Linked DNA regions of Mus musculus: region 1 is linked to region 2. Evidence: chromatin contacts called from public HiCAR-type data. All regions are on one chromosome and are shown on one strand. Each heading gives the region's core, a stretch centred on a gene start, on an enhancer-like site or on the middle of the called end of the contact. The rest is flanking DNA. Distances are from core to core; before and after follow the strand shown. Region 1 has its middle 54 kb from the start of Trim52. Region 2 has its middle 23 kb from the start of Gm35967.

The links. HiCAR-type assays count read pairs that join an accessible place to other places.
Region 1: a contact with region 2 is called in a HiCAR-type map of fibro-adipogenic progenitors, with 2.1 times the contacts expected there. The contact joins two enhancer-like sites. A contact is called at or near these places in 3 of 484 Hi-C or Micro-C datasets (adipose-derived mesenchymal stem cells, cerebellar granule neurons and macrophages) and 1 of 115 datasets of contacts at active chromatin or transcription factors (fibro-adipogenic progenitors).

What each region holds. Positions count from the first base shown.
Region 1 is chr14:106,047,985-106,055,514 of GRCm38.p6, reverse strand. No RefSeq gene overlaps it. Among named protein-coding and RNA genes, the nearest start is that of Trim52, 54 kb to the left of the region's middle. Within about 2 kb of position 2,439, at least 31 of the 459 cell types and tissues checked have an H3K27ac peak or open chromatin away from gene starts, as enhancers often do. A contact at or near this core is called in fibro-adipogenic progenitors, where this site is marked.
Region 2 is chr14:105,747,815-105,754,506 of GRCm38.p6, reverse strand. No RefSeq gene overlaps it. Among named protein-coding and RNA genes, the nearest start is that of Gm35967, 23 kb to the right of the region's middle. Within about 2 kb of position 2,181, at least 10 of the 459 cell types and tissues checked have an H3K27ac peak or open chromatin away from gene starts, as enhancers often do. A contact at or near this core is called in fibro-adipogenic progenitors, where this site is marked.

The DNA.
Region 1 (7,530 bases), core at 1,190-3,689, 300 kb before region 2:
TATGTTGTAATCAAACTCTGAATATTTTTGCTGAGTTTTAGCTTGGAAGGCCTGTCAAAGGATGTAAGTGAGATATTAACATTTTCTACTTTTATCCCTTTTGGTGTTTATTTTTAAGAAATGAATTAGGAACATAACTTAGTACGTAATATTTATAATTTTTATGTCTTGTTGGTGAGTTGTTCCCTTATTAAAATGTTGCAATCTTGCTGTGGCCGGGAAATCAGGCAAGCTAACTGCAGATCTTCTCGTCCCGCTCCTTTTCTCCAAATCCAGGCCTACGGTTTCATCCCTAGCTCAGTAGCAGACTACCAGACTATCCTTTCCTCACTCTCTGCCACTGTATCACAGTGACTAAAAAGATCCCTTGCTTTCTTCTTTTCTGTGGACCCCCAGTCTTCCTCTCCAAGCCCATCTCATTCCTCAGCATCAGCTTCCAATACCTAAGAACACTTTGTACCAAGAACCCTGGGATACTATGAAAAGATCAATTCTAAGAATAATAGAAATATAGAAATGAGAAGTCAAAGGTACATAAAATGTTTTCAAAAGATCATAGGAAGAAAACTAGAGGAGAAGATGCTCTCGTTGAACTCTGAATATTTCTGCTGAGGTTTAGTGTGGAAAGCCTACCAATGGATGAATGCACAAGGACAAGAAGCATGAAGAACAGAAAGACTGGGCCAGAAAAGAAATGACCCTCAGCATATAATAACTAAAACACTAAATGGATAGAACAAAGGGATACTGTTAGAACCTGCAAGGGAAAAGACAAAGTAACACAGACAGATCTTTTATAATAGGACTTGCTTCTTGATGGTACTCTAAAAGCACAAAGGGAACAGACAGATATTCTATGGACTCTTAAGAGACCCTAGATGCCACACAAAACTACTACACCCAGTGTACTGAATAGTTATATGTCAACTTGACACAAGTTAAAGTGATCTGAGAGGAGAGTACCCCAGTTAAGAAAATGCTTCTGAAATAACGTGCAATCATGAAGAGCTGAGTTCTAATCCCAACACTTGCATAAAATCTAAGAGTAGCTACATACACCTGCAACTCTAGGCCAAGTCAGGTAGGACAATGGGACCTGCTGGCCACCACCTTAGCACCAGGTCCATTGAGAGACCTCATTTCAAGGGAATGAGGATGGACTGAAAATGCTAGACGGGGACACCCTACGATATCCTCCTCTGGCCTTTGTAATATCAGATCCCCTTCCCAAGGCTCAGGAAAAATGACAGAGAGGGTACAAGCAGATTTTAAGACACAGAGGTCTGGAAGGACTGAGGTAAAACAGTATCTTCTGCATATAACCAAACTTGCTCTCATGACCTCACAGCACCTGTGGATGCCTGCAAGAGATTCACTAAGGATCAAGCCAGTCAACATTCTAGTATGGATTTGGAAAAGGTTTGTGAATCACTCCTAAATTAGAAGCTAAGGATGACAGCTTTTGGAGGAGGGAAAGTCAATTTTCTTTAAGGATATGGCTCCTGATAGGTTGACCATTTTCCAGTGGTTGGCCCCATATCCATAAATTCATGAACAACACAAATTGGTGATAGGGAATTATTAAATTAGAAAAAAAGAAAAAAGGGAACTTGAATTTGAGTGAAGAAGGGGCATTGAGTGTAGATCTCAGAGAAGTTAAAAGAAAGGATTTGTGGTGAACATGGTCAAAGCCTACTGGACAATAGTCTCAGAGAATCAATAAAAATAGTTTAAAAAGAAAAATAGGGCAAAAAGAAAAGAGGAGCAAAATATGCGAAATCGGGATGTATGAATCTGAAATTAGTAGGAAATCTAAAACAAAGAAAAATCAATGCATATAAATTAGAGAGGAGCAAAGTATAATAATAAAATAGATGAAGAGGGGAAGCTTCACTTCGACTGCTATCTGGTACCTATTCACTTCCCAAGAGACCCTGAGTAGGAAGAAAAGTATCCTCACATAGTCAGGAATGACAATACTCTAAACTTCAGCATGTTGACGAAGGTTCACTCATTTCCCACATTTGATATGACAGAATGGAACACAAAGCCTTAAAAAATGTAGAGATACAAACAGGAAGAGATATAAAGAAGTGAGTGATTGCTCATATAGGAGTTATGAAACTTTGACCGAACAGACATGGAAATATTTCCAAGACACATTTTTGCAGTGATTCAAATGTCAGGGTCATATGATGTAAGCTTTGGAAACAGTACACTGATTTATTTGGGGAAAAGAATCAGAAATGCAAGCTGTAATTTATAATAGCATTCTTAATGGAAGCCAAAAATAAATACCATTTACATATTATATTGGGAATAAAGTATCTGCTGCAGACAACAGCTTTTTGTGTTCAAAAAATACTGCAGTGTTAGAATGCACTACATAACCTAATGAACTCATTTGAAATCAGCACAAAGCAACACCCAAAACTCGGGGAAAAATGAATCATAGGGTGGCTGAAATAAGACAGCAGTGCAGATGCATTCTTGATCCTTTGACCACATAGATCTCTCAAAAAAAAAAAAAAAAACAGAGTCAGGGAGACAAACAGCAGCTTGCAAGACTGGCAGAATAAACAGCTACAGCCACTCCACTGATTTCTTCTCCAGGTGGCTCTCTTTGTTGTGTAGATTTATGTCCTCAGAATCAAAAGACGTGATGGGGACATGGAAGTAAGAGATTCTTTTGGAATGCATGGTAGTTTCCAGCAGCATTGTAATCTCTCCCTTAGTCAGAAATTATTTAAGGCTTCCACGTATTGGGCAAAAGAATAACAATTTCAAAATACTCTAGTGGGACTTTGATGGTCATATTACAAAGTGGGAAGCAGCAGCATACTTGAGAGCTGTCATTTTGATAAAGATACTGCAAATGGCGAAGAAAAAAGAAGTAGCAATGATTCATTTAAATGTTCTAATATTCCTGTATGTTAGTGACACAAAGTCAAGACAAGCCATATGAAAAACTTAGAAGAAGGGATGAGGGGTCCAAAACCAGATGAATTACCTCAAGTTTTTACAGTCTCAAAGAATGCATAGAACGCTGTTGACCATAAACAAAACTCCTCAAGGACTCTGTCTTCATTAGATTTTTACTGCTGTGAACAGACACCATGACAGGCAACTCTTATAAAGAACAACATTTCATTGGGGCTGGCTTACAGGTTCATAGATTCAGTCCATTATCATCAAGGTGGGAACATGGCAGCATCCAGGCAGGTATGGGGCAGGGAGAACTGAGAGTTCTACATCTTGTTCAGAAGATAGAAGACTGTCTTCTAGGCAGCTAGGAGGAGGGTCTCAAAGCCCACTCCCACAATGACAAACTTCCTCCAACAAAGCCACACCTACTCTAACAAGGCTATTCCTCCTAAAAATACTGCTCCCTGGTTCAAGCATATTCAAACCACCACAAAGACACTTTAGATTAAAGTTGAATATGAAGCTCAGCTGTACAATCTTTAATAATTGTGATAGCTTAAATATACTCATTGAATGCTCTAAGCTTCAATTTCCACATTAGGAAATGAGGATAATATGATCTTTCAGAGATTCAAGGATTTAATGTCACATTTTTTTCTGTGACAGTATAATTGTTTACATGGGTCTCATGTTTCTATCAACAGCTATGTCTTTAGATTCCCCCCACAAGCTAACATAACACAACCTTTATCACTTACCTGTCGTGTAGCCTTGAGCTCATTATTTACCTGCACTGTCAATTTTATCACTTATAAATATAAAATTTAAATAAGACACACCTCAAAGGGAGGAGTGTTGAAAGGATGCATGCATTCATATGAGTAACACATTGAAGGAAGAGAATATTTGGTAGGAATTAGAAAAACAGTAAATGTCAACTCAATTGTTAGCATTTTTCTCCTATGTTCTTCCATCTCCTTTATCTTCTTCATCTTCTTGTCACTGTGCTGATGACCATATTTCAGGCACTCTGTTAGGGAATATCTTGTTAGGGCATGGAAACCTTTTTGCTCGGTGTATCAATACCAAGTATACACACATTTACCAAATGCCAGTTCCCATGAACAGAATCCTTGGTTTGTAAAGGAAAAGAACTCAACCTGTGATGGTTTGTATATGCTCAGCCCAGGAATTGGCACTATGAGAAGGTGTGGCCCTGTTGGAGTAGGTGTGTCACTGTGGGTGTGGGCATTAAGACCCTCATTCTAGCTGCCTGGAAGCTAGTATCTACTAGCAGCCTTCAGATAAACATGTAAAAATGTCAGCTCCTCTTGCTTTATACCTATCTAGAAGCTGCCATGCTCCTGCCTTGATGATACTGGACTGTAACTCTGAGCCTGTAAGTCAGCCCCAATTAAATATCGTCCTTTATAAGACTTGACATGGTGATGCTGTCTGTTCATAGCAGTAAAACCCAAACAAAGTCACAACCCAAACTATCTTTAGTCAGAAGGAGATTCTTTTGGTAAGTCAAATGACCAGCCTAGTTACAAATCTGTGTGAACACACTCCGAGTTGATCAAGACATTTGTCTTCCCAAATTCCTACCCACACTTCATCTAGAGCATGGACTCCATCCTCTCTTTTGGCAAACAGCTTCCTCTGTGAGGCATAGATTAGCCACATGGAACTTTTAGATTTGTTGTTTATTTGTTTACTTGGCTTCTTTTGTTTCTTTTGTCTTCCGATGCCTTGCTACTCGGGGATGCAAAGATTAGTTTGCTGGTGGGTAAGAGATGTACGACAGTCTAGTGACTCTCACTCCAGTTGAGAGCTGGTGATGTAAATGATCCAAGAATAAGAAAATGAACCTGTTGGTCAAGCCAAGACTCAAGCATTGACCTTCAGTCTTATAAGCTAAATAAATATTATTTTATGCTATTTTATTATGATCATAAAAATTTAATAGTCTCATTTAGGCATTACTTAAGTCATACCTGTATGAGTGTTATGTCCTCATGGTTGATCACCCTATACTCTGCCAAGCTTGTATCATTGTTTTTCATAGACACTGGTTGAAATACCTGCCAAGTTGCTTGTGTTCTCCATCTGGTCCTTCTGCTCCATTTAAGAATATGATGCTAAATATTGAAACAAACACTCTGCCATAAGCAGGCTTGTGTGCTTAGTGACTTGGCAGGCTGCTACAAGCAATATGCCTGGAATGTCGAAGAATTCTTAGAAACTTGTCAGCTTGACCAAACATGGTCAAAATCAAACTTATAACAACCAGGAACTAACAAAATAAGACTGTGAATAATTCTTTAATAGTTACATAAACCATCACAGACCTTGAATAAGAGATTTTTTTAATTATAATAATTGAAATTCTTATTCTTTAACATCTTATTGGCCATTTTGTTTCCAGATAGCATTGATATTGCAAAAATACACGTCACTTGTGCATATGCATGCATGTGTGTATACATGTGTATTGTGTGTGTCTGTGTGTGTGTGTGTGTGTGTGTGTGTGTGTGTGTGTGTGTGGTATATACATATATAAGGAGGGAGCATGCATTCACAGAGTCCAGAGTAGGATTCTGAGGGTCTGAATCCGCCACTCTCTTATTTCCCAGACTCAAGGTCTCTCCGGAATCTGGAGTTATCCTGGAGCAGCAAACAAGCAGGGACAATCTTATCTCCATCCCTCACAGAGCTGGGGTCACAAGCACGTAGCTGTGACTTTTAAGATGGATCCTGAGATCCAACCTCAGGTCCTCCTGCTTACCCAGCAAGAGCTCTTACCCATTAAGCCATGTCTACAACTCCCAAAATACCCTTAATCAGGAAGTTGTAAAAAATGATCATCATGCTTTTCCTGACTGGAGATTTTATATCCAAAGAAAACACATTTGAAACAAACTTACAGCTTCTTTTTTTATTTTCATTTTTTCAGTAAAAATCAAGGTAAAACTTCAGGGTTTGAAGCTAATGTTAGCATGGGGTAACAAAGATCTCAAGAGACTGTACCAGGAAAGTGCCCTTCACAGTCAGACTAGGAGTATGCTGCAGCCTTCCCCGCATAAAGGTGACATAAATAAAGGATAGAAATCTGGCAATCCAGCAACAACACATCTTTATCTTTCTGGCAGTTCTTCCAGATCTCCATTTTGGGGAGCCTGAACTGATTAGGATAATGTTGGAATCACTTAGCTGCTTATTTGGGGCTGGCTTTGCTAAAGCTAAAGCTGTCAGCCAAGGAAGTTTGAGGAAAGCGCAGTAATACTTGGCTGGCTCCAGAACTGGAGGTGGTGGTCCTGTAGAGGTAGAGACATTGTCTTTCATGCTGTGTTCCACAATGTTAACCAGAAAGGGATGTGGTGGTCCTGTAGAGGTAGAAACATTGTCTTTCATACATTCCACAATGTTAACATTCCTTCTCATCCCTTTCCTCCTTTGAGTCAGAAGACTGACCCAGCTCTAGCAAACTATAGATAAGCCTTCTGCCTTCTACTTTTCCCATATCATCTAATCATAAGCTTTGGCATTGTGGGTGGAAGGGTGCTTAGAAAAGTCCTCACACTAAGGTATCAATGGCAGAAATAGCCAAACTGAACACCCTTAATGCCTGCATTTGTTTTACCATTCTAAGTGAGAAGAATTGATTTTGGCACTTCAGATATCCATGAATCATAAGCACAATTCATATATTTTAAGAATTATCAATTCATACATTATGTTTTCTTCTGCATACACCTGCCATTCTAGTCGTGATGAAGGTGCCGTAGAGTATTAATTCATGGATTAACTTACACCATCTGTAAAGGGGCTGGTAAACCGTTATCTTTACGATCTCATCTCTTTGGTGTTCTTTTTTGTCCTCCATTTCTTCCAAACATGAGCCTTCATTCAAGATTTCATTCTCATCTTTTAATCTTGAAATTCAGTCTCACTTCTGGCCATGACAGCACCCCGACTCCCTAAGCTCTTGCTAGCTGTTTTAGCTGACTCCCTAGATGACACCCCTGATCAGATAGATTTATCTGTTTCCTGAGTCTTAGTTACCACCGGAACATTTTCCTTATGCTTACCTAGAATATTACATAAATATATTGTCTTTAGATGTGAATCATTTTTTAACTTTCTAAATAGCTTGTTTTACCTCCTGTCTTTTCCAAATAGCTCATATTTTACCCCTTTAAATCTCTAGTAGCTGAAATTAGAGCGCTGTGGTGTCTAACTGCTCATTTTATATTTCTAGTTAACATTTGTAATTTTAAAAAATCTTTATTTCTAAACTACACATAAAATTCAGTCCACAAGCAGTTACCCATATTTAAAATTTTAGCCCAAAAAAGCTAAAACGGTTTAAAATAAAAAACTGATTTTCTTAAATGAAGTAAGTACAAGACAAAAAAAAAAAACCAAACAAACAAACAAAAAAAACCAAATTGAAAGCTGTTCAAAAATAGAACATTAATCTCATAGTTCTATTCATGATGAAACTAGCAACTTTCTTAAATTTAATACTTTTGTATTTTTTTATTAACTGATTTTTGATAAGCCCCTAATTTTAAAAAAGAAAAAAAAATCCCTCAAATTTGC
Region 2 (6,692 bases), core at 932-3,431:
TCACTGTAATTAAAGATTCACCCCTTTGTCCACTCAACAAACACAGTAGCCTATGCATTTCGGATGCATTGGCTGTCAGGGGTGCTTGCCTTCCTGTGCTAAGTCATTTCTTGGTTTCAGAAGGAAGAATGTTAATACTGTTGTCTATAAGAAGTAATTCAATCTGATTGAATTGACCTACTAATAGATACTAATGCATTTGTTCAACATAAGGATTGATTAAGTCCACTTACAGATCAGGGTTTGAGTCAGTGGGGCATGTAGCTCAGTGGCATCGTTTGACACATCAGGTCTGAGTTTCAATCCCCAGCAGCAGGGAGGGGGTGGTGAGATGAGGGTTTGACTTTAAAAGCACTAATTAGCAGCAGGATTTCCCTCAGTACCTGATCAATTCACGAAGAGAATTCTGAAGTGGTGAAGTGGGTCACTCCACCCAACAAATCATATAAATTGCGACCTGAAGTTCCCTGGTTATGAGAGGAAAGGTCTTCCTATAACTGAGTGCTGAGGTACAAACCACGCCACTGATCTGTATGTCACTGCAGTTATACAGTTGGATCCTAACATGTTTACCTCCTTAACCACAGCACTCGCATGATAAGCCAGGCTCATTTCTAAGTCTCCATCTGTCATATGACTCTTAGACTTAACCCCTGATGGGACAAGGAAGGGGTTGGGATCTAATGTCGCAGTTAGGTTCCGTGGACTCTTTTCTGGAGACTTGTACATAGGACTTGGGAGTTCCTGTATACTGCCCAAGGATGCTATGACCCATGGGATAAAGTTATACTTGCTCTTTCTTTCATTCTTGAGAATATGCTCAAAGTAGATCTTTTCCTGGCAGTCAGGGTCACACATTTCTTGGCTAGTTGCTAGGTTTATATATCTACTGATACCAGCAAGGCATAAAAACATAATGATTCAAGCATAGATTTTACAAGAGAAATTAAAGTTAGAATATGCCAGTTTAGAGCACATTTGAGAAGGCTATGAATGTGGTCCCACTTATGAGAGCAGAGGAACCAAGAACGCATTCTGCAGCTATAATCTGGATAGATAATCAACTCACCTTCTCTTTAGGGCAATCAGTAAGTGTTGCCTAATTTTACTGGTGAATGATTTGGAAAAAAAAACCAATGGGATTACTAATCTCCTTTCCCCATTCTAATAGTGGGACAATTATTAAGAAATTACTATGTCAGAACCATAGCTCTGCACTGAGGACACAAATATACTTCTCAAGTGAATAATGTCAGCTGAGGACACATAAAGATTAATTGCACCCCACCCCCATTTGTGTGTTGAAATCATAATCTTCAGTGTGATCTGATTAGGAGATGGAGCCTTTGGGAGGTAATTAGGTCATGAGGGTTAAGCACTCACTAATGAGATTAGTGTCTTTATAAAAGGAAGCCCAGAGAAGACTCTAGTTATCTGTCTTCTATACGAGGATAAATGAAAAGTCTTTATTCTGCAACCACTCTGAGAACCCAACCATGTTGTCATCCTGATCTCAGATATTTGGATTCCAGAGCTATGAGAAATAGATTTCTGTTGTTTGGGAACTTCCTAGCCCATGGGATGTATTATTACAGCTCTGCATGACCGGAGACCAATAGGGGATCTATGCTATGAGGCACAGTGTGTGGAAGCACAGAGAAAGAGATGCCAAATACTGTTTGAGGAAAGTTTGAGGAGACTTCATAGAAATGGTATTTGTGATGTGCTTAAAGTGACTGTGTCTACAGAATATTTGTGAACACCTCATTCCGGACCCTGTCAGCTGCACTTGGTTATGATACATCTGGTTGTGTTTGACTCATGACACTTTCCTTGAAACCTGGATTCTACATATGGTTCCCTTGACATTTGCAAAGGAAACGTCTTGAGACTTTCCAGAATCCCTAAGTTCACAAGGACTAAGTTGCAGAGGCTAAATATCAGGCCTGCTTACTCACTGGCTGAGTAACACACAAGCCACATAGCAGCACACACTTCTGTGCTCACTCTCACAGGTAGAAAGTAAAAAAAAAAAATGTCACTTTAACAAGTCCTTTCCTAGATACGTAACAGCACCTTGTCAGTGGTCTAGGAAGATAGTGATTATCTGTAGCAGGCGAGAGAGTCACGGTCTCCCAGGAATATGAGTAAGGCCTCGTGGAAGATCTTACTGAACACTTGGCTACTTGGAAGACAACTTAGAAGATTTGAAGACTCATGTCTATTTTCACAAGATATGACGTAATGAGTGACCACAGGTCTTAGTGATTTCCTGCAGCTGGTAAGAATTAATCAGCATGTATCATATGCTATTGCCGATCGATCGAGTGCTAAGGAAATCACAAGTGCATGTATGCTTCCTTTCTCCCAAGCCTTTGCGGATTGATTAGGCATTAAGCTTTCTCCATGTCCGACACGTTCTTCCGCACTGTTACAGGACGGTGTGGCTATGACAGGAATTACCCATATCAGGGCCGGATATGTTGCTGGAAATTGATTATACCAGGAAAGCAGATTTGCATAGTTTAAATAGAAGCAAAGGAACTGGAAGTAAGATGCAACACTCTAATCTGTGGCTGAATCACACCTCAGAACTCAGCCTCCCAATTTCCTTCCTCATATTGCAAATGTCTGCCAGTGAGTCACCTTTTCTAAAGCCTTATTCCCTTGTATTTTTTTCTTATCTTGCTATTTTCTCCAACACTAACATCTTTTAATTTTCTAGCGGGTTCTTATTGATTATAAAAATTATCAAAATAAAGTAGGAGATCCAGATTTGCAGAAATAAATATTATCTAATCCAAGTTGTTCAACAAAGGCATATTTTATAATCTAATAACTGATGCCAGTGAGAACATTATCTACATAATTTAATTCAACATTTTTAAGAGTTTAATTTTTGCCTGGAACTTGGTTAAGTGTTGGAGATAGCAAAATAAATAAGATACAATTTTTTTCCTAAGGATTAAAACTTTAATGGGTAAAGCTGAGACTTTAAAAGAAAATGCTACCACAAGATGATATTATGATAATAATATGTACATCTTACTGTGAAGGAATTATAGTCCAGCAGTTTGTCTGCTCTGTCTAGGGATCACATCCAAAGACCGTCTGGGTCTATGTGATCAGGCAGGAATCCTGACATGCCTTGATTACAGTATGATCTGGTTAGAATACAGACACACCCTTAGTTCACACCTTTAATCTCAAACAATGAGGGTAAAGTTAGTTTGTAGAAGGAATCAGCCATGTTTGAAAATGACATTTCAATGAGATGCAAAGTGACAAATCAGAGAAAGATTTGACAGACTGTGTCAGAGAAAGGATATGCCCAACTCTCATGAGAGCAGACAAGAAAGAAAGACTACTTAAGAGATAGATAGATAGATAGATAGATAGATAGACGGAGGCAGTTTTATAAAGACAGTTTACAGAGAGAACAAGCGAGACACAGGTGAAGACAGAGAAAGCCAGAGAATAAGAATGAGCCAGAAGATTAGCATAGATTGCTAGAGTTAGTTTGGAGCCAAGAAGAGCAATTCAGTCAGAAGCCAAGAGAAGCCAATTTGAGTCAGATTAAAAAAAAGAGTTTGGACCAGAACAGCTGAGTTGAACCATCCAACCAGAGTTCAGAAAGAGCTAGATAAGGTGAGTTTATTCAGCAGTAAGCCTCTGAGATGACATTTACATCTGATAAATAAAAGTTACTTTTACAAAATGTTTGAAAAAAAAGTTGACATCTGAGCTCACAGGTTAATATTGAATATTATTGAATATGAACTATTTGAGAGAAAATAGAGAGGTAAGAAGGGAAGAGGGATTTCAAACTCAGAGAACCCAGTATATGAATAAAAGTACAAAAGCACGGATGAGCGGAGCGTGTGAGAACTGTAGGCAGGGACATGTTGCCAGATGTTAGAAGTTTGAGATGGTAAAAAGCTGGGCAGCCAGTCAGTAGCATGTGCAAGATAAAGGACTGCTACATCTGCAAGGGGGTAGTAGGATAGTGGCCTGAAAACATCCTGCTCACATAATATTTGCATTTCTGAATTGTCACACTCTGTGAAAACTCAAGTTACTAGGGTAGATCTTGCTGGCTTTAGCTGCTTGGAAATGGGGGTGGGGGTGGGGTGGATTATTGCACAACAACTTACAGTGAGAAGATGAAAGACAAAATCTTTTTTTGTTGTTGTTTTCAATTCTTTTGGTTTTTTTTTTCCTCTTCCATCTTCCTAAGTGCATTTTGTTTTTAAAAAAATACATTTGTGTGACTATTTTGAGAATTTAATACAATGCATGGTGATCATACTTACCCCTTACTCTTCCCCTACCTCCTCACAGATTTCCTCCTGCCTTCTCACCCTGTTCTACCCCAAGGTTTAGTCTTATTTGGGAGTTTTTCTTCTATTTTTCATCTGTGCACACATATTTGTATCTCACATGCACACACATGACATATATGCACATATTTGTATCTCACATGCATACATATGACATATGTGCACATATTTGTATCTCACATGCACACACATGACATATGTGCACATATTTGTATCTCACATGCACACACATGACATATGTGCTCAAGAGTGTCTCTGAGTATGCAGAGTGTCTGATGCTCATTCGGGGTGGCATCCTGAATGCCAGGCTGAATTAATACCAGACAAAGGCAGATTGTCTATAATTTCACCAAAAACATTTTGTGAATGAGCAGGAGACTCTGAATAAATGTCTTTTTTAAAAGTTTTTTTTTTCTCATTTTCTAAGATAAGACACAGCTATTGACACAAAGGCATCATCTCTCAGTAAACTGTAGCTATCTGCACATAAGATCATCTTGAGCAATAATAAGTCAAGAAAAGGAAAGGGTCTCCCAAGGCCCTGTCAGTTATCTCTAAGTTACATGCTGCTGAGAAGTACTCAGTACCACTTACTTGCTTCTAGAAGAGGGAAATCACTGTTATTAGTTACATAGAAGTACTCAGTACCGCTTACTTGCTTCTAGAAGAGGGAAATCACTGTTATTAGTTACATAGCCACTGTTGCGCCTACCAGGCTTCAGTGGATAGTTCCAAACTCATGGACACATGGAAAGCCCTGGTTAATCTCAGTGGGTCACAAAACAAAATTAATAAACATGAACATGATAGAAATTTGTGGAGGAGAAAGCAGGGCACATGGATGATAGGGAAGTGGGTGATAAGAGCAGTCAGTATGTATTCTACATGTGTGAGATTGTATAAAACAAATTAATAAGACACAAAAATTTTAAGAAAGGATTATAGCCAGGCTTGGTGATATATACTTCCAGCAAGCAGTAGGGCAGTAGAGGTAGACAGATCTCTGAGTTCCAGGCTAGCCAGGGCTGTATAGCTCCGAGTGTCAAGTAGTGCAAGGAGCTTCCAGTCTCCTGTGTGAGTCCCTGAGAAGAGTTGCTCCCACTTCTTATTGCACGGAGTTTACCAAATCCTCCCACAAAGATATCACAGACTCTCTAGCTCATGCTTAAAGCAGTGCCCTCGGCATCTTCAGTGGAGCTCTCTGTTGGAGGAAAAGCCGGATGGCCATTCATCTCAACAGGCAGGTAAGAACAGCTGTGAGCTGCCATAGGTTCTGTGTGCACGGATTTATACAGTTCCAGAGTGGCCAGAGATTGATTTAGTTGTTTCCCTATCCAACAAAAAAATTGTGATCTTGGGGTGACATAAAAATGATTTGGAGTGAATGCTGCATGTGTGTGTGTGTGAGTGTGTGTTCGTGTGTGATCATTTTAAGATAATATGATAGGCCGAGATATTATGTAGCCATTTGGGAACTATAAGCTTAAAAGTCATTTTAAAATGCTATCAAAAACCCAAATACTGTCATTCAGTTGAAGATGCTGTTAGTATTTCATCAACATGAAGTGTTAATGAACTCTCTTCAGGAACAACCCACTTTCCAAAGAATATCCTAATCTAAGAGAGTTGAAAACAAATGGCTCAGCCCCACCCATGTCAGGTGCCATTCATTTGCTGATGGACATAGCCTCACTGCCTTCTTGTCCTTATGCGTTGTACTCACGCGAGCTGTATTAGGCATTGGCTATTGGTTGATGTTCGCTCTGAGGCTCATAATTTTTTCCTGCTGAGAATGAAATCTGCTCTCAGAAGAAGTACATCCTACTCTTCCTTAGCTGATGGACTATAAAGTCTGTAATCAGGTGTTTTTGGAAAACTGAATGTTTTTTGTTTCCACTTGTGGTCTTTCTCCAAATCTATTTCACACCCCACACCCCATGAGTCTAGGACCCCTTTCAAATGAACTGGAGCAGGACAAGCACAAGGAAAAGGTCTCTACGGCCCCCGCACCTTTTGGACCTCTGAGTCAGGGTGGTAAGTGTCAAGGGAGACTCCCTGCTTTACAAAAAAAAAAAAAAAGGCTGACCTGCAGAAATACCTGAATTTAATTTGCTGTACAAATGGAAACCTTTTCTTCTCTAGATTGGATGCAGAGGTTTTTTTTTCAATGTTTATAATTTAATAATTGCTCAGAGCCTTTCATCTGTAAGCAATTTATGTACGTTGGCCTCAATTATCCTAACATGCTTAAAGCTTACCAGTACTTTTCCTCTCCACCCTGAGTGTATTTGTCTTCTTGGATAGGGTCCTCATACCCACAACAAACCTCACAGTTAATCATAGGGATGTTGG